2 separate regions of the Mus musculus genome follow, and region 2 is linked to region 1. Evidence: chromatin contacts called from public Hi-C data. All regions are on one chromosome and are shown on one strand. The core of a region is the stretch at or near the end of the contact, and the rest is flanking DNA. Distances in the headings are between cores, read along the strand shown.

Region 1 (3,103 bases), core at 114-2,613:
ACTGAAACCCAAGTGATGAGCTAGGAGGTAGGACAGGAAGAAAAGAGTAATATTCAAAGCAGAAGAAGCTACCTGTCCAAAAAGCCTGCAGCAGGAGTCACATCCTGCTGAGGAAAAACAAGAAAAAGAGAAATCACAGCTGAGTGTTCAAGAGGTGGCTCAAAGGTGGAAGGCAGAGAATTAGTCGTCTTAAAAAAAATACAACAGAGGATAAGAGTAATAGCATTACTCTGAGGGAAGGAAGTATACACACACACACACACACACACACACACACACACACCACACCACACCACACCATACACACCACACACACCACACACCACACACACACACACCACACACACACACACACCACACACCACACACACACACAGCACACACTACACACACACACCACACACACCACACACACACCGCACACACCATACACACATACACACACACACACACCACAAACAGACACACACACCACAGACACACAACAACAACAACACACACACACCACAAACACACACATGCTTAGAATATAATGGAATCAGGATTGTCACTTTTAAAAGTCCAAAATGTTGTGAGAATACGAGAGGGCAAGGTATTCTGCATAGAGGAGCACAGGAAGAAAAGAACTGGCAAGCGTTTGGCTGACATGGGATCTGAGCATCCAGGTAACGGTGTGAAGAAACACTCCAAGGAGTAAACACTGCTCACAGGCCTATTCTCTGCAGAAAGAATTAATGAAAAATAAATAGGTAACAACAAGTGAGAAGAAACTTTAGTATTTTCTATGTGTTTAAAAATAATATCCCCACTAGAAAAGGTATCTTTGATAACAATTTTTCAATGCTTGGAAATAAATGATAAAGATCATACCAAAATACATAAAGCATGTAAAGTCATGTCCAGATGAAAACATACAGAATAATATGCAGGTGTAAGGGGACTTATGAAGAAACTTAAGAACTTCAAATGAAATGCAAAGAAACTAGAAAAAAACGATACAAGCAACTAGACACTAAACAAACAGTAAGGCAAAAACTGAGTCAGAAAAGGATAGCAGTATATATCTCAACCAAATGGAAAGGATGAAGGAAAAAGGAGCATCAGACACTAAAATCAGCATCACTATAGATGTGTTTGCTGTTAAAACAAAAAATACAGACATAAATAGTGTTATTGTCAAAAATTGCAAATATTAAATGAAATCAACAAATAGAAAAACACTGTTTTCCAAAACTAACAATTATTATTGGAAAATCAGAACTGTGCTACAGCTGACAAAAGGGAAGAGTGTATTTACTGGGGTGGTCGGTGTTTTTCTACTTCCTAATTTCTACGATTCAGTGTTATTCAGCATTTCCGACTGCTACCACGAGGTGGCAGACGTCTCCAAACTATGGTGGGTAACCGTGTATCTGCAGGACACCATCTTTGTGTGGTCTGCAGCAATCACAAACAGAAGGCATGTCAATCTAAATCCTTTTTATTATCGTCGGTTCAGCATCTGCATTGTTTTCATGAGAGAATAGATACCAACAGGAACAAGAATGTGTTTAAAAATTAAAAACAGGTTCGATTAGCAGATGTTGAATCCCACCCTAACAATAGAACCTTCCACTTCAGGCTCAGAACAAGGCCAGGGAAGTGGAGCAGCCTAGCACAGATTCCCATCTCCATGACAACCTTTTCGGCTCCAAGCACAATTAAAGAGACAGCATCATCTTTTTTGGAGAGAATACATATAAATGTATTTTGGAGAGAATATATATATATATATATATATATGAATCGTGACTGTTATTCATTTTTTAAAAGAAATTAAAATTTGATTCTGATTACTGAAGCTAAGTTATTGATGGATGGAGAAGCACGGATTTGAAAAGGTTTCACATAATTTCCATGTAAATGAAAAGATATATGTGCCCCTATGTACTGGAGTTATTGCTATTCTCTTTTGCTTTGTCCCGGACAGTCTCAAAAATCCTAGCTTGGTCCCCTCTTAAGACTTGCTGTATTTGTGGGTCAAAAGAAAACAAAAGCTGTTCATCCATTAGCAATTAGATTTTGAGCAGATGGTCCAGAACATGTAGTGACTTCCTAGGGGTCCTGTGATACCCTAGTCTGCAGCCTGAGAGATCCTTTTCCTCTTTGGAAAAACAGTACTGAGATTGTTCACTTGCCATTTGAGGAAGGTTGTAGGACCCAGCTTACCTCTCTCCTGCAGGGAGTGTTTAAATTTTTTTAGGACTTCAAAATATCCAAGGTGAGAAGAAAGAAAGAGGGGGGGGAGGGAGGAGGGAGGAAGAAGGAAGAGGGGGAGGAAGAGGAGGAAGAAGAGGAGGAGGAAGAGGAAAAGGATGAGTAGGAGAAAGAGAAGGAGGAGAAAGAGGAGGAGAAGAAACAGAAAAAGCAGAAACAGGGCAGAAGCAGAAGTGGAGGAGAAAGAGGACGAGGAGGAGGAAGAAGAGGAAGAGGTTTTCTGTATATTAGGATACAGGATACATTAAAATAATTGAAATGGTGAGTGGAGACCAATTGTGTTGCTTCTTTAATTCATTAATAGGGTGCATTAGTCTGGGTTCTCTAGCAGAACAGAGACTCCAGTAGACAGGAAGTAGGCTCTAATGCCAGTGAGAGCGAGCAGGTAAAGAGGGCAAGCAAGCGTCCTTCTTCCACGTTCTTTACACATGCTGATTGCAGAAGGTGTGGCCCGGACTAAAGGTGGATCTTCACATTTCAAAGACCCAGAGGTGAAGTAGATCTTCCCAGTCAAAACCCCTCAGAGATGTGCCCAGCCACTGGGGGTTTAGTTAATTCCAGATGTTGTCATGTTGACAACCAAAAATAGCCATCCCACCAGGCTAGGGTAGTGGCTCAGTGCAGACGATGTTTGCTTTGCAGATGTGAGGATCTGCAGAATAGATACCCCAGAACCCACATTACAAAGAGCCTGTAGTGGTTGTTCGTAATCTCAGCCCTGGGGAGGGAGAGTCAGATGAGTCTATCGCTGGGGCTCATTCAACAGCCAGCAGAAGTTCCCTGACAACCATGCCAGTGGTTCCTTTAAAAAGAAATTAATTCAGGGAGTGCCTGAGGAATGAAAATC
Region 2 (3,382 bases), core at 505-3,004, 350 kb before region 1:
AGCTAGAAGCTCCTTCCTCGCTTTTAAAGCCAGAGCAACATTATTGATTGCTTAGTGATTCACTCTGTCAGCCTTTATGTCGTCTATGTCATAGAAAAATATTTCTTGTGAGCAATTAGTTCTTATTTCAAATAAAACCAGAGGTATTCAATAAGAATGAATGAAGCAAGAGAAGAGGAAATCCTATGGCCTTAGGATGTTAATATTTCTGTTCTTATTGACTATAGACCCCAATTCACAATGAATGGTTTCTTTTGATTTTTTAATTATTTTGGACTGCTCACTAGGGTCAATTCCCATGGTATGCTCTCCCTTCACCAGAAGAAAGATGGCAGGGAACAAAGCTTTTGTAGATACTAGAAAGCTACTTTAACAGGTGGGAAAATGGTCACTAGAAATTTTGTATAAACAAAGAGAAAAGAATTGGAAACTGAACTCAAAGAAATGTACGTTTAATATTAAAGCATGGCCAGGTGTGGTAGTGTATGCCTATAATTGCAGTACTTTGGAAAGGTGACGCCAAAGAATTACCATGACTTTCAGGGCAGCCTGTGCTACATCAGGGCATCCTGTGCTACATGTTACCTTCCCGGGTAGACTCTGAAATTAACCAAAAACAAACAAACAAACAAAAACAAAAACAAAATAGTGGTGATGATTGCTATCCAAATTAGACATTCAAAAGTAGTAATCCACGTCACTATTCTACATAATTGTGCCTTTTAAAAAAATTTTGGCTCTTATAATTAGTAAACATTTTTGGTATTTTGGAGTTTTCTGCTGTCTCTAAGCTTCTATTAAAATAGTCTCCTCGCCACTTTATGTCCTGTAATATAATCATTTCTCAATTATCCATGCTAACGAGAATGAGTTCATATATACCATGAGGGGGGGAAACATAAGCATCTGCCTTTGTTAGACTTTGAACAAGGCTTGCATTTCTGAGACTTAGCTCTTTAGAGATTTAGTAGGAAGAGGCTAGGATGGATTCAATACTTTAGAAAATACAGAGGATATATACAAGGGTATCACATCTTAAAAGGGGTGAGTCAGCTAATGAAAAATTTAGAATTGGCTGTCAGCATTGCTACATACCTATTAGAAAATGCTAATCATGTTCCGATGATGTTCATTGGCTCATAGGTAAGTGCAAAATAACGTGCAAAATAACGATCTTCTCCTATGTCCCACCAGACACTCGTGCTTACATATATACACACCCCCATGCACACACACACTCACACACATACACACCCCCATGCACGCACACGCTCACATACATACACACGCACCATAAGCCTTTAGCAGAACGAAAGAAGAAAGCATGGGAGATGCTTTAAAATGAAGTACCAAAATAGTATTGCTGTGCTTTGATCAATTATTTAATGAGAAGAAAGGTGAATGTTTTCACTATCATTATCTGTAGGTCAATATATGGTTAAACAAAAATAAGCTTGAGAAAGTAAACTTGGAAATGGCCACTTCTAAGCTGATGAGCCTCGTGTAATTGGCCGATTACATCAAAAGCCAATTTTGGAGTGAGGAGAATACAGGAGTTGACAGACTGTGAATGCAAATTCAGGCCCTTGGATTGGTTTCTCCAAGAAATATTTGTAATATTTCACTGCCCCAGTAACCCATGTGCAGAAGTGAGAAAGATCAAATAAATAGTACCTGAGCCACCTCTGCCTTTGTCTGCCTTTGAGTTAGGCATACACAGAAGACTACGGAATAATAAATAAGTGGGCCACGAGATGGCGTCTGTAGCTAATGAGTCTTTTTACTTTAACCCTTGCAGCTGCTGAGCTGCGCACACACAGCTTACATTGTAATTGCAGAAAAGCAGTGTTTAAGTCCTGTTATTTTAAAGTTGCTCATATTTCTCAGGTTAAAACTTGCAAGATAGCTCTCAGAATCTGCATTTAGACTTTTACAAAAGTGAGGTTCCTCTTCCCAGTTCTCTTCCTGTTTGTATGGTTTGGTTTGGTTTGATTTGGTTGTTTCTGCTGTGTGTTTGTTTGTTCTTCTTTTCAGCAGTACAGGGAATTGAACTCTGGGCCTTTCGAAGGCCAGCAAGTTTTCTGCCACTGAGCAACATGCAGAATATTTGAATATTAGCACATTTTTGTTTTGAAGCAGAGACTCACTGGCTTGCCCAGCCTGGCCTTGAACACTCTGTGGTCTATCCATGCTTTGAAGTTGCAATTCTCCTGCCTATCTGATATTAGGTTTTGTGCCACCAGGCCTGATTACTTGTTTTACTTGAGTCTGAAACTGCAGTATAGAAAACAGGCTTCAAAGCTCCTAAATGAAAGAAAAGCTGCAGACTGAACGTCTACCACTTAAGAAGCAGTCATTCAGTGTAGGCTAAGAGTAGTAACTATGGTGATGACTGAAATGATGTCTCATGTGCCTCTGGGTGTTGCTTTTGGAAACCATATGATGGTAATTATCCTGCAAATACCAAATACTTGGGGGAGTGCTTAAAAATTTATGGTCACTATATTTTATAATGTCTCTAGGTAAGCAGAACTAGACAAAATTGTAAATCTTATGTAATTCCGTTCACCAATTTCTTGTTAGCCTCAGTCAGACTCTGGAACCTTCCTTTTTAGTGTAAACCCATTTATTCTACAAGTGGGTAAAAACGCCAAGCAAGACAGATAGTCACAGTGTGGCATAGACCTCCTTACATTCCACAAGGTGACACAAGTTCGATACCAACTCCTAGATGTGGACACTTCTGAGGAAAGCTGTTGCATCTACGGGAACATTCCTGTCAGCACTGAATCTTTATAAAGCTTGATCACATCTGCTTGTGGGATTACCGTGCACCTGGGAACTAAGGAGACATTTGCCTGTTCTGGTAGCAAAATGTCATCACCTCTGCCGAAGCAGCAAGGGACTTACTCTAAAACTAAAAGTTAGTTTTGGAATTAAAGCTCACCTTTCGTAGCATCTTGTGTTCGTACTTTGGGTCTGTTTCCCAGCTACTGTCTCAGAGTTCTCTGCTCTCGGAGAGTTTTAGTGTTTGCCCTTTGGCTATAGAACACAGTCACCTTGGGAGAATACTTGCTGGATTTTCGCTTACAGAGGATTTGTGGTGAACCTTGTTTTCAGTTCCGCCCCATCCTGGCTAGCACACATCTACCACCTTACTTAGCCTCCCATAGTGTGGAGCATTCCCTGTGTGTCCTTGGGAAGAAACAGCACAGTATTCTGTGAATCGGTTTTAACATGTATTATTTCACTTGGGTGGAGGTGTGTGTGCACCAGGGCATGCCTGGGAGGTCAAAGGACAGCATTGTGAGGCCAGTTCTCTCCTTCTGCCTTTGATCTGAGGATCCAACTCAGCGGTCAGCGGGCTGGCATGGAAAATGCC

Evidence for each region. A called contact is a pair of places that touch in the nucleus more often than the background predicts.
Region 2: a contact with region 1 is called in a Hi-C map of cortical neurons, with 5 times the contacts expected there. The contact joins two enhancer-like sites. A contact is called at or near these places in 1 of 39 promoter capture datasets (hippocampal neurons) and 5 of 484 Hi-C or Micro-C datasets (the N1E-115 cell line, cerebellar granule neurons, cerebellum and 1 more).

The regions. Positions count from the first base shown.
Region 1 is chr3:117,437,216-117,440,318 of GRCm38.p6, reverse strand. No RefSeq gene overlaps it. Among named protein-coding and RNA genes, the nearest start is that of Plppr4, 78 kb to the right of the region's middle. Within about 2 kb of position 1,363, at least 52 of the 459 cell types and tissues checked have an H3K27ac peak or open chromatin away from gene starts, as enhancers often do. A contact at or near this core is called in cortical neurons and hippocampal neurons, where this site is marked.
Region 2 is chr3:117,787,358-117,790,739 of GRCm38.p6, reverse strand. The region is part of intron 8 of Snx7 (sorting nexin 7); the gene reads left to right. Among named protein-coding and RNA genes, the nearest start is that of Gm52614, 67 kb to the left of the region's middle. Within about 2 kb of position 1,754, at least 9 of the 459 cell types and tissues checked have an H3K27ac peak or open chromatin away from gene starts, as enhancers often do. A contact at or near this core is called in cortical neurons and hippocampal neurons, where this site is marked.